2 separate regions of the Gossypium arboreum genome follow, and region 2 is linked to region 1. A link is a contact called in public Hi-C data. All regions are on one chromosome and are shown on one strand. The core of a region is the stretch at or near the end of the contact, and the rest is flanking DNA. Distances in the headings are between cores, read along the strand shown. Region 1 has its middle 18 kb from the start of LOC108480023. Region 2 has its middle 42 kb from the start of LOC128285646.

Region 1 (7,357 bases), core at 1,378-3,877:
GCTTAGAATATATTTCAACCAAGATAATAATTAACAATAATATATAATAATTAATATATAATGCACTACTATTATATATAATTATTATATTATAGAATATAATAAAATATATAGTATTACACGACCGGTAGAGCCAAAAAAAGAATTTTGGGGGCGAAATTAAATTGTATATTTTTACAGTAGTAAAATATAATTTCACCATTTTAATAGTCTATATCTTTATAATTTTTAAAGAGTTAAATCAATTTTTTATCATTTTGGGGGGACAAAGTACAATTTTACCAATACTGTAACGACTCGAAATTTACGGTTATTGGAAAGTATATTTTCAAGTCTCCATTTTTTACGACGAATTCGTAAATATTTATTAAAACATTTACAAAGTTAGTTGTGAGATTAATTAGGTTTTGGCTAAGTGAATTAGCTTAAATTACGGATAATTAGGTATAAGGACTATATTGAATATAGGGAAAAAGTTGAATTATAGAATGGAGAAAAGTCAAGGGACTCAATACGAATTAAACCTAAAATTTTACAAGTGTATGGTATAAGCAATGACGTGTGGTATTTATGTACATATATTTCTACAAATTATATAAATTACTTATTATTTAAGAATTATTATTATATTATATTAATTAAAACATAAAGTAAATAAACAAAAGAATAAAAGAAATGAAAAAGAAAGGATAAACAAAATAGAAGAAAACGAAACAGGGGAAAAAGAAAAGAAAGAAAGAAAGGAAGGAAAATTTAAGCTTTCGCCGAAACCTCATTTTCTGCGTTTTCGGGTACACACCTGTTTCGATTTAACAGCAAACGCAACTCCAACACCACCAGAACCTATATTTTACTGGTAAATCACCAATTTAGTCACTTATAGCCAGACTTAACAGAAACGCACGAGATGACCAAACGCTACACTAACAACAACGTTACCTTCGATTGTTAGGATTCGCAACCTTAAAACGTCCATTAAAGATCTCCAACCCATTGATTGTCTCCTAAACACCAACTGAACTCAAAAAATAACGATTCATCAATCCAAAATAATAATAATAATACACTAACCTTACTTACCAAAAACGAGAAAAGATGATCGAAATAACGGAATGCAAGGACTTCCAGTAAAAAGAAAGCGATAGCAAGGAAGAAAAAGAAGGGACAATCGACAGCAAAAAGGAAGAGGAAAAGCGGAAGAGAAGACTTTTAGGAAGGATTCTTCGAGATGAGCCCACGCAAAGACTCAAACACAGGACCTCCATCACACCAACATTCCACTTATCCATCAGACCAACAAGCCCATTCTAATATGTTTTTACAACTATCAACTAAAAGCCTATTGATCAAAGTTAAGGCTTTATTTAGAAAAATACCAAAATTTACCCAAGACAATACTTGAATTTGGGACCTTCCACAAACACCCAGAACACTCAACCACTAAAGCAAATGCAGATTTGTGACACAATCTCACAAAACAAAATATAAAATTTTGGGGCGTTACAAGTTCGAGATCGGCTTTAGTTGTTGATTTGACAATTTGACTTCAACCTATCCTGTGCACGAAAACAAACCGTACTCTGAGTATAAACTCAGTAGTATTTCTATAGTCCGAATACTTATTAAATAAAAATTTACAATATTTATATATCTAAACACACATAACAAAAATTGTTTAAACAAATAATCAATTTCATAACACATCATTCATAATACTTTCAATTATCATCTCTTACAATTTCAATATCATAATTGATATTCAAATAACTTTTCTCAATTGCGTACACATATCATTTCACTATATCAATATTCATTTCATGAACCAATTGGTTCATACATTTCATGTAATGGCCCATTTTCAGTAAAATCAGAATAGTGGTTGTAGTGAGCCAAATATGCCCGGGCCCGTTACAAACAAACCATAAAACATAAATAAATAAATAAATAAACCACAGCCCGTTAAAATGTCTTTTTTACAGTCCCTCAGTCCAATTACATGACCCTATAACTTATACCCTAGCCCAGTTACAAAACAACCCAAAGCTCTAAGACCCAAACGGCCCAGAAACCAAGCCCAGAACATTACAACTTCAGAACCCTAGGGTTCTTTCTCTCACGCCGCAGCCGAACTCAGCTCCCACGCCTCCAACAGCCACATCGACAACCCCGTACGCCACCCTCATGCCCAGTGCCAGCACACGCCCCGTACCTGCGAAAAAGAACAAGAGAATAGCAGTAGAATAGCAGCCAATAGGAGAAAGATTGTTGTTTTTTGTTGTTTTGCTATTCGGCTATAAAGCCCCTATTTTTTCGATTGTAAGGAGGTTTTTTTTACGGATACAAGTAATACAAACGCACATTTACAAACAAAGGCTTACACGTTTACAGATACAAAAAAAGGAATCGAATAGCAAAGGTGATTTTTTTTTGGTTCCCCGAATTTGCTTTAGTTTTCTATGAATAGATTCGTTTTCTCTTCGAGCTTTCCTTTTTTTGGTTAAGAAATAAAGGGACAAGGAAAGAAGGGCTTACCTGTGCGAATGGGCCATCGAAATCCCTCTTCACTTCGCTGAAATCGAGGCTTGGGGTCGGATTTCTGGGGCTGAAATCGGTGATCTTCGAGTCGAGGCTCTAGGCGAGGGGTGCGCATGTGGTTCTCCACCGTTGGCAGTGGTGGCAGTTGGACTGCGCGGGCCCTGGGGTCGGCCGAATGGGAGCAATAGGCTTCTGTTTTTCGTTGTTTGCTTACTTTGGTTTTTGGAAAAAAGAAGAAAAGAGGAAGAAGTCCCACTTAGGGTTTCGTTTTGGTCTGTGAGGGTGCATAAAGCGGCGACGTGTCAAGCCAAATTCATTGGCTTTGATGCAATACCGTTTGGCAAGCCCAATATCCGATGACCCGACCCGCGCTAGGCTGAAACCCACACACTGGGTCCTTGAGGGTTATTTTCGCGTCAGACCCTCCCTTTTCACGTGCATGGTCAATTGCGCCCAACTTGTCTTGTTTCCTTTTTAATTCGGACTGGTAATTTGCGCCCATTTGCAATTGGGTCCGCGCTTAAACACGGCACTCTGAGATCTGGTATATTGCCAAATTTGGTCCCCATGCATGCGTGCACCTTAAGCTTTAGTCCTTCTCCATATTTCAACAACTTATTTTATTTATCAATTGTTCCCTTGGTTTTACTTCTGTTTCAATTGAGTTCTTTTATTTATTCATTATTTTCAGCATTCTTTCTTTTTGAAACCCTCTTTATTTTTTATTTTTTATTTATTTTATTTAAAAAAACTTTTTACTTACCCATCACTATTTAATATATTATTTTTTGAAGTATTTTATTAAGTATTGCATGGTTCTAGTTCGTTAGTCATACTTTCATTAATATACGTATATATGTCCCTATACATAAAAATATATCTATTTATCTATTTTCCTTTAAACTTGTTTGTTTCAAATGTTCTTTTATACATATATATATATACTTTATAATAAGGCTGATTTCATATATGTCATTAATATCATATTATTTTATATTTATATTTGCTTTTAGAGTTATCCTCATCTCTTATCATATAATTTCACGTGGTGCACATAAAGCGATTATTATATGTATATATATATATATATATATATATTTTGTTGACCTATATAGATATATAGTATTATCTCTATGTTTTCTAAAATGTACTCTCCTTTAAATCTATATATATATATTTATATATTAACATTTATTATTTTAACAGTTTTTTTTCTTTTCTATATATGAAACAATTTCGGAAATTTCATTGTTTTTTTGTGATTATAAAGCTATTATTGATTAAGTATGTCTTTTATTATGTTGCTTTTGTGTACATATAGTCTATTATTTCAAATATTTTGATACAAGGATGTGTATAATTTTTAGATTATTTTTAAACAAAAATTTTTATATGTATTTTATTATTAATCTCCTGTTTTATATATATATATATATATATATATATATATATATGTGTGTGTTTTGTAAATCCATTTTGTGCATTATATCTCATTACGTATTTTATTATCTTTTCATATTATATGTTATCATATGCTTTGTCAATTTTTGAATAAATCCGTTTTAAAATGTTTTGCACATGACTTGATTCAAAATTGTATTTCATAATATCTATTTCAATAATTATATATTCTTGTTTTTATGCAAATTTGTCAACTCATACATTATGTGTTTTAAAATATTCATTTTTATATATATTTTAATGATTGCACGTGTATATTAAGTTTGTCATTGTTTTACAATAATCTTATACCATGTTGCTTCTTTGGATTGCATTTTATTTTATGCCTCTAATAATTTTATTGTGTCATGTAAGCCGTCGTTGCATTTTATTTATTCATTGTTGCCATGTTAATTGTTCTCCATGCGTAATTGAGGTTGAGTCATATTTTCAAGCTAATCATATTTAATTGCTCATTTTCTTGGTTGATTGATATTCTCATTCATCAAGTATGGTATCTCATGTGTGTCCATCATCCCATATCATCGTTTTCCACTTGATTTTTGAAATGTGGTTTTATAAAATCCAAATTTTATGATTAATTTCGTCTTATTTCAAATCGAATTAATGCTTTTTAAGCTAGTTTCACAATTACTTAAAAATTCTTGAAAACGAAGGCGAGATTTGATATTTGGCAACTCGCGGAATCGTGCCCTAACGTGCTGGATTTCAATTTCGCGTTTGCTCAAAATAATCAAATGTCTCTTCAAAATTTCATCCATGTCTTCTAAAAATTCTTGAAAACGAAGGCGAGGCTTGATATTTGGAAATTCGTGGAATCGTGCCCTAACGTGTTGGGTTGCAATTCCTCGTTTGCTCAAAATGTTCAAATATCCCTTCAAAATTTTACTCATGTCTTCTAAAAATCCTTTAAGACAAAGGCAATACTCGGTGTTTGACAATTCGGGAATCATGCCCTATCGTGCTGGGTTGTGATTTCTTGTTTGTTCAAAGCAATCGAATATTCCTTTAGGTCATTCATGCTTACTAAAAACCTTTCAAAACGAAGGTGATGTTCGATGTTTGGCGATTTGAGAATCGGGTCCTATCGTGCTGGGTTGCGCTTTTTCATTTGTTCAAAACAATCGAAGATCCCTTCGGAATTTCACTCGTATTTTCTAAGGCAAGGCAATGTTCAATGTTTGGAAATTCGAGGAATCGTTCCCTACTGTGCTGGGTTTCAGTTTTTCGTTGGACCAAATAAGTTGGGCATCCTTTTGTAATTTTCAAATTATAAACTTTCAGAAGTCGAAACAAGAAGATTTTTGGCAACCAACTCGGGTTATTCAAATATTATTAAAAAAGAACCACATTTCAAAAATATTTTTAATTTTACACATAAGGACAATATTTAATCGATTTGGTACCAATTTTGGGCGTAGTGAGGGTGCTAATCCTTCCTCATACGTAACCGACTCCCGAACCTGCTTTCTCAAAGTTCGTAGACCAAAATCGTTGTTTTAGTAAATAAAAAATGTTTTATTAAAATAACTCAATTCTTAGGTGACCCGATCACACCTAAACAAAAAGGATTGGTGGCGACTCCATGTTTTATTTTCAAAAGTCGATTCCCCCGTATTTTCATTAAACCTAAAATTTTTTAAATAAAAAGGGTGGTTTCGATAGTGGTTTCGTGACCACAAATCCGATCTAGAAAGAAAATTTATTTTAATATTGTGGCATAGTCTATATTACGATAGGAATACTACATGAAAATTTTGATAGGAAAATTTTATTAATTATATAGTGAAATTGATAAAAAGAGAAAAGAGAAAAGAAAGAAAAAAAATGCATTCTCGGGACTCCGTTCCGATAAATCGGATTCGTAAATATTTATTATAAATATTTACGAAGTTAGTTGTGTGTCTAATTAGGTTTTGATTAGGTGAATTCGACTTAATTAGAAGTAATGAGGAAAAAGGATTAGATTGAAATAAGTGTGAAAGTTTAATTATAGATTAAAGAAAATAAAAATGACTAAATAGGTAAATATGCCATTATTATAAAATGAGGCGGTTTAACGTTAAAAGAAAAAAAATCTAAGATATTTTGATATAAAATAAATATTATATATTATATTAACTTAATATTTAAGTATTAATATATAATATAATATATTATTATATTATATATAATATATAAAACATAAAGTAAAGTAAAGTAAAGTAAAGAGACAGAATAAAAGAAGAAACAAAACAGAATAGCAGGGACGAAATAGAGAAAAGGAGAAAAAAAAGAAAAGAAAATTTGGGATTTCAAGGGTTCAAATTCAATTTGGTAAGTCAATTTAATTCATTTTCTTGTAATTATTGAGTTTTTATGATCCTAGAACAAAATACTATTAGGTATATGTTGAAATTTTGAGAGTTAGTAGATTTTTTTATATAGTTTATGTTGAATTTATGGATAAATTAGAGATTGAACTTATGAAAAATTCAAATTAGAATTGAGAAAAAGATTGAATTGTGAAATAGATTGCAATAAGGAGTAAATTATAAGAAGTTTTGAAATTGGGGTTTATTAGTGAAAATTTGGGAGTTAAACTAAGTTATAAGTAGAATTTAAATAAAATTAAAGTATAGATTGTAATAGAAATGGAAATAATTTTAGTTATGGAATAAATTGAAATGTAAGTTAATGTAAGAAATGATGAATTTATTATATCATACATGTTTATTTTTTAATAGTATAGAAAAGTCATTTAATTATTTTCTCTAACATATAACATTTATATGTTTTATATGAAATTGAAGAGAAAGAAAAGAAAGGAGAGGACCTAATTGAAGAAAAAGGAAAAGAGAAGGCTAAGGAGTGAAGGAAGACATCATCTCAATCTTTTTGTTGTAAGTACTACAAGATTTTTTTAAATTAATTTTATTTAGATGATTATATTGTAGTATAGAATTATTTAGAAATAAAATGTAATATATATGTATGTATTTAAATTTATAAGTAAATAAATAATAATAATAGTAGATTATGGAATTATGAAATTTGAAAAGAAAATTATAATTGGAGAATATAAGAAGTTATATTGTTTGAACATTAAGTAATAATGTTGTGACAAAAGTATATGTGTGAAAAGATGTGATATTTGTGAATTGTATAATATGCACTAAATTGTAATGATGAAGAAATGAGAAATCTTTTTCGAGATATTTATGTAAAGTATTTAAATGTATAAAATTCAGTTTTAATGCCCAAGTAGATGAGTTTAGAACTACTAGGATATTAGTGGCATGCCATTAAGGAACTCTAGCGCGCTCTCTGATTATTAGCACATTAGTGCTCTCCGTTCTATTATTAGCACGTTAAGTGCTTT
Region 2 (7,181 bases), core at 2,809-5,308, 92 kb after region 1:
CAATAAAAGGTTGTATCTTTTCTTTTTTCCTCTTCTTCGAATCTTTTTTTCTTTTTTTGTGTTGCTTTTTCTTTCTTTATATATACATACATTGTTAAAAAAAATTATCTTTTCCGCCACACTATGGGCGGTGTGGCATGATTTGACGACGACAATGACGACCGAACAATCGACCGATGACCCCCCCCCTTGGCGGATTTCCTTCCCCTCCTTCTCTCTTCTTTCCCCTTCTTTTTTAGGTATTTTATGTATATTATGTATATATTTTTAATGCCATTAGTTATATATTTCTTATGTATATATTCTTAAATACTATTATATACATACATATATATATATATATATTTTAAATACCATATTGTATATATTATTATTACAAATTATTACTATTGCTAGTATTATTATAACTATTATTATATTAGTGTATATTTTATGTATATATATATATATTTGCACATATTATTATTTTATATTATTGTTGTAAATTTTTATGTATATATTTTTTATGTACGTTTCCTAATATTTTCTTTTATTGTAGATATTATTATTATTATTATTACATACTTTTATTATATGCATTTATATATATGTATTTTATGTACATATTATTATTTTATATTATTATTACCAAATATATCATTTTCCTATTTTATTATTAGTACGTGATTTGTTTTTATTTTGTAAATATCATTATTATTGTTATTCTAATATTCTAGTATTCCATGTTAATATTTTTCATTAATGATATCATTTTTTTGCATCCTTTATCTATTTTAATTTCTCACTTTAGGAATATTTTTTCTCATGTTTTAATTAATTTCAAAAATAAGGCAATGTACCGATTTAATATTAAGCCATCGATTTCATCGCTATGTTGGGTGAAATTAAATGGCTTGTGTTAAAAACAGGACACCCTTTCTAAAAAATCGAAAACTAAAATTCTCATTTTTCAATAGGATCACGATTAAATATTATATTGAACTCGTATTTTTGAAAATCAAGTCAACATATGTTTATGAGATACCAATTTTGGGCGTCGCGAGGGTGCTAATACCTTCCTCGCGCATAATTGACTCCCGAACCCCAATTTTTCTCTAGACTTTCACGTAGACCTAAATTTGGCCTTCTTTTTGTTTTAAAATAATTTTATTAGGTGTCCGATCACACCTATAAAAAAGGATCGGTGGCGACTCCCTTTGCTAATAAAATCAAAAGTCAGTTTAAATTTTCAAATAATCACCTTAATTAGCGACCGAAAGCAGAAATTTTTACGTCGCTACAATATGCTAGAAGCTGACAAAGTTGATATATATCAGCTAAAAGAGTACTTGTAGCTAAGCTGTTTGTTACTTATTAGCTACCACATATATTTTCACACCTGTATACTCGGCTATTCAAGTTTTATATATCAACACATTTTTCTCATGAATGAAAATTACAAAAATTCATCCTTCTTTTTTGGTCTCTTATTTTGTGACTCTTTCATCTTTAAAAATATCATAAACAAACAAATAAAAAATAAAAAAAAAATCAAATATTCTCCTTTAAAAGGATGATCAAAATTCAGACTCCAATTTTATCTTTCTATGGTGAAATAATTTTTTTCTAATTTAAAATTTTAAATATCTATTAATATTCTAATCAAATCCAACATAGATATATTATCACTTTTAAAGTACAATTATATTAAAATGAAGGTGAAATTAGAAATGGTTCCCCCTTTCCCCGGGTGGGGTTGCCGTTTGTAATCTTTAGGAATGATCTAGTTTCCTTAGACACGCATTATAAATTTATGAGAGTACATTCGATGTTGTTTTGGAATTTGTAAAACTAACTAGTAAGGGATGGTAGCACGTGGTTTTGAGGCATGTTGTGAAGCCGCTTTGCCCATATCACAACAATTCATTGTGAGGGCCACTTGATTTTACATATTTACACTTAAAAAATATTTTGTAAGAAGATATTTGGAAAGCTAGCTGTTATCTTGATGGAGGTATAGCACAAGAGATTGAGATGTGAGGACAGGAACATGTGTTGTTACAAGTTGAGACTCAACTTTTTAATTTGGATGGACATTTTTATTAGTGTTTTATGACAAATTTGGAAGCGGATCAGCACACACATGTTCGTGTTTGTGTCTAAATTTTTTTTTTTTTAAAAAAAACCCCAAAATTAGTTGAACAATGGTGACAAGTCAACAAAATAAATTGAAATGAATAAAATGTGCTTAATTTTATGATGCTTATTTGAGTGTAAACATACAAAAGATAAATGTAACACTTAAGGATACCCGTACCGTTTCTTTCTCCATTATGACCTATGCATTCGTGTGTCCATGTTTCACCATGAAAAATAGATATTTTGCAATTTCATTTATTTATTTTAACAATTTTTATATCTTTTAACATGTTGATAATATACGTTAATATCAAATTGATTAATCCTTTATGGTTATAAATTTTATGTTAGAAAGTAAAATATTTATAGTCCGTAAATTAATTGATGCTCCTAGAATAAATAAATAATTGGTTCTGAAATATACTTCATTCTTATAAAAGTGATTAAACTTCTAATCACGTAATTAATGACTATTATGAATAGTCATCATATTATATCTCATGATTATAACTATAATTATTTATATTATAAAATATTAAATAGAGTCAATTTAACGGAAAAATTAAGGATTAATGAGCTTTAAGATCTTATTTTCAAGTTTCACTTGTAAATTATGTGTGGGTTCTCAAATTTTATTTTGATTTATGCCCTTGTATATGTTGACTTTATATAGGTTTATTCTACTATAGGAATATATTCTCATTATTAGTTTGATTGTATTTTATAATGATTAATTCTAGTTATAGTTATTCAAATGTTTTATTTATGATTATCGTATAACTTTTAAAAATACATATATTAATTGAACAATACATTATGTTTAATACATAATTTTGTTAAAATATAATATAATTTATAATTTAATAGTAATTAAAAATACTTTATAACTAATTGATTTTATTATTTTAATTATATTTCATCAAATATAAAGATAAAGATAAAAATAAATATGATAATAATTAACTAATGAAGGAAATTTCATAAATAAATCTCAAAGAGTTAATGAAATTTACATCAAAGGAGTGTAAGTATTTTTTCTTCAAATAAGTAGATTTTTTCAAATCATATAAATAATATTTAAATTATATCATTTTTTCATGTTAATATCTAAATTATATTTTATTATTTTAAGTGGCACTTAAGCTATACTCTATTACCTACATTAAAATGATAGGATTAAATTGAATTATAAGAAATCAAATTAAATTAAATTAAAACTTTTCAATTTTTTTACACTCACCCGACACAATTCTTTTTACTCTTTTAATGCATTTTTTTAAAGTGTTAGATAAATTTTCTTTGCAATTTCATACCATATTTCCTACTTAGCTTCTTCTCAGTATTTTGATTTTACTTTTATAATATATATATATATATTTTATCATAGAAGTTTACTCAATATTAACTATTTTATGTAAAATACATAAAAACAATAGACAAAATTAAAGGTTTTCAATCAAAGTGAGAAAGGAATCAAAATCAATGTTTAAAAATAGAAAAGAAGCTCACATATTTCGAGTTTTGTGGCCAAAATTTAAATTTGGATGAGCTTTTGACGGATTTTAAATTTTTATTATTGAAGTTCTTGGATAAAAACAAATAATATGAATAGATTTATAATTTTTTTAAAAACTTGTTTAGATTTTATTAGTTAAAAATTTCACTTATTATAAAATAATTGATTATGAAAATTTTTTAAGGGTAAAGAGTGATTTAATACAAGAATATAATTTAAGTATCACTCCTAACAAAAATGACTTATGTACCAACTTTGAAAAAAAAAATTAAATATCATTTTATGACTTATGTGAAGGAAAAAAAACGCTGAAAGGCGAGTGATTCGTACGCGCGTGTAATGCAATGGGAGATGATAAGTGAATAAAGAAAGAGAGATGGAGCAGTGGCGCAATTCTCCCGTGCCACGACATGTCTGTTGTTTAGCTTACATTAGTCCTAGAAAGTAGGCCCACGCTTCCACTGCCTCCCCTCCCCTAACTTAAGCCCCCTTTATCCTAGGATCTATATGAAATTCTAAATTTTAAATATTTTTTAAATTTATTTTTAAATTACGTATATCTTAAATTCCGTGGAAGTCTATGAATTTACGCGCATTCCCCTTTATTAATATCGGATTGAGATGCTCACATCCATGAGTTTTTTTAGTTGTATTAGTAGAGTTAGAAGATAAAATTTTGACATAAAATAATACATTTAATTAAAGAGTCCGTTAACTCCCAAACTGAAGATTCTTTCTAAAAAAAGTTTGACCTTTCCACAATAATTTAAAATTTTGTTTTGATTTAATTTTCACAAATTATTAATAATATTATCAAAGTATTATTTTATATTGATATTGTATACACAAATAATAATATTAGTTTGGCATGAAAATAGGCGTATCTATTTTCTATAAATGTGTCTGATTAAATCGAAATTAAAATTTTATGTATACATATATATAAGTTGCAAATAAGATTTCATGTATATAATTACATACAACTAAAGTTCATATATATGATATATACAATTTTTTAAAAAGTTTTAAAATATTTTTAATGAAATTCTTAAAATATAATTATAAAAATAAATTTTAATTTTTATAATATTTTTAATTTTTACATATTATTTTCAATTTTAAAATTTTAAATTATACTTTTCAGAATTTTATAAAAATATTTTAGTTTATATATTTATTACATTTTTAGTCAATATAATATTTTTAAAAATAAAAATAAAAAATATCGTGTTCAAATAGCACTACGTGGTTAATCAACGCTTAGTCAACATCGATTAACAGTTAGTCAACATTGATTAATAATCAGTCAAAGTTAATTTTTTTAATATTTAAATATCAAATTGAAATTTAAAAGAGGTTTTTAAGTATCAATGTGTAAATAGATATACTTTAGGGCCAAATCATGAATTAAGCCAAACTTAATAAATAGGCATCATGATCTGCCATATCATCCACTCTGACCAGCAATGGTTACGGAAACGGGATGACAATCCGTTCCGATTTTTGCTTCTTAATTAATCTTTTATTTTATTGAGTAGTTGCGGATTTGAAGTGGGATTTGTATAACAGTAAGCAATGGTTGTACCCCACGTGTCCTACGCGTCAGTTTCCGGGGACACGTGGGTCTATCAAGTAAATGGCAAAAAAAGCTTTGGACGATTCCTCAGAATTGGTCACGTCTTATCACGCAGGTTGCGTGACTTTTGGTTTGGTACTTGGGAACTTTACGGGATTACGTCATTAACGCTGTTAATCTTGTCATTTTTTATTTATCAATTTCTAAATTTTACCCTAAAAAGAAAATTAAGATTGTAAGCAATTTTATTTCTTTTTATCACTCAACTCGGCTCAATAGAAGTAGCAGAGAATCTTTTGTATTTAGAGACTTTTTATTAAAAAATAGTAAATTAACTCTTTAAAATTTTCTTAAATAATGATGTAAAAATGTTAAATATCATTCTTTGTATGGGTTAATTAAAATTGTCATTGTTTCAATTATAATTATTTTAATTTAATTATTAAATTTTTGAAATTAAATATTTTAGTCCTCTGTGTTGACGTAAGTTTTTTATTAATTTACTAATAAAAATTAACTCTTTCTTGTTTACATATTTTATTATTTTGATCTTAAATATAAAAAATTTAATAAATTTAGCCCTCAAGATTTCTGAAATTTGTCATTTTAGTTCTAATACTAAAAATTTAATAAATTTAACTTTTAATGTTTATAAAATATATCAATTTAGTTCTAACTTAAAATTTTAAAATTATTTAAAAAATTATTTTAACCTTTTATAAATCACTGATTAATTAGTAATGAGAAAGGGACAAATCGAGGCGGGCGGTTTTTGCTCAATTATCATTGTGCCTTTTACTTTTCGGTGATAAGTTTACACTAATCTAATTTGGATTAATTTCCCAATTATAATACTTTTACATGTCTTCTTATTATAATATTGATCTAACAAAATTTAAAATTTTCCTTAAAAGATATATCAGAGAAAATTACGTAATAAATCCCAATAATAAAAATTACGTAATAAATCCCAATAATAATTTTATTTCATTAGATACCTTTGGAATTTTTTGTTGGATTAACGTATTATTTGAGACATGAATTTAGTAATTATTCTTTTAATTTTTTAAAAGATATATCGTGAACTAATTTAGATAAAAAAAATTTAGGCTGTAATGTGACAATATTTTTCAAATTCAAAGATTGATTTAGAGAAAAAATCAGATTTCAATAATGAAATAGCTATTAAGTTCAGATCCCAAACAATGCATTACCTCTTTTTGCTTATTTTAGAAATGTGCATAATCGATGTAAATTATTTATTTTGATAAATTTAATTGCTAGGAACCACATTCTTTTATTTAGTATATTAAATTTTATATTTTTTAAGAATGTAGCTTTTGGTTGAAGGAATATGAGAGTTTTTGAATAATATAAGATTTCAAAATAACATTCTTTTATTTGATTTTAAAAATTACTTTAATTTGATAATTTTAAAATCTCAATAATGAAAATATTTCATAATATACGGGTAATCTCAATACACATCTTCCTTAGATAATGTAATTCACGAAGCAATATTACTTTTATATCAATTTTACCCTTCAATTTTTATCATTTACTATCTCCTTACATTTATTGGTATTTAAGATATATACAAATTTATTTTCTTTACAATCTATCTCATATGATAACACTTGTAGTTGAGAAAATTCAACATTTACCTATTGTATTACATTTTGTGGATTATATTACCTTAATTTTAATTAAGTAATATAATTGAGTTTATTATTATAGAATTCATTTTAGAAAGGATGAAGTTGAAAAAGACAAATACAAACACCTATCAAATAGCAAAGAGTCAAACTAATTTTTGTAGAGGTAGAGTTAGAAGAGGAATCATTATCGTAAAACTCGTGTCTATTTACATTATTCTTTAAATGTTTTGTCACACTAAAACTTCATTTTAATAAACATATTTTTTCATTTAAAGTTTGGTAATTTAATTTTTATTAAATATTTATGCTACAT

What was found. Hi-C and Micro-C count contacts between places; a contact is called where the count stands out from the background.
Region 2: a contact with region 1 is called in a Hi-C map of leaf, with 2.6 times the contacts expected there. The contact joins two enhancer-like sites. A contact is called at or near these places in 2 of 5 Hi-C or Micro-C datasets (both in leaf).

The regions. Positions count from the first base shown.
Region 1 is chr12:111,082,599-111,089,955 of ASM2569848v2, forward strand. No RefSeq gene overlaps it. Among protein-coding and RNA genes, the nearest start is that of LOC108480023, 18 kb to the left of the region's middle. Within about 2 kb of position 2,628, at least 2 of the 2 cell types and tissues checked have an H3K27ac peak or open chromatin away from gene starts, as enhancers often do. A contact at or near this core is called in leaf, where this site is marked.
Region 2 is chr12:111,173,138-111,180,318 of ASM2569848v2, forward strand. No RefSeq gene overlaps it. Among protein-coding and RNA genes, the nearest start is that of LOC128285646, 42 kb to the right of the region's middle. Within about 2 kb of position 4,059, at least 1 of the 2 cell types and tissues checked has an H3K27ac peak or open chromatin away from gene starts, as enhancers often do. A contact at or near this core is called in leaf, where this site is marked.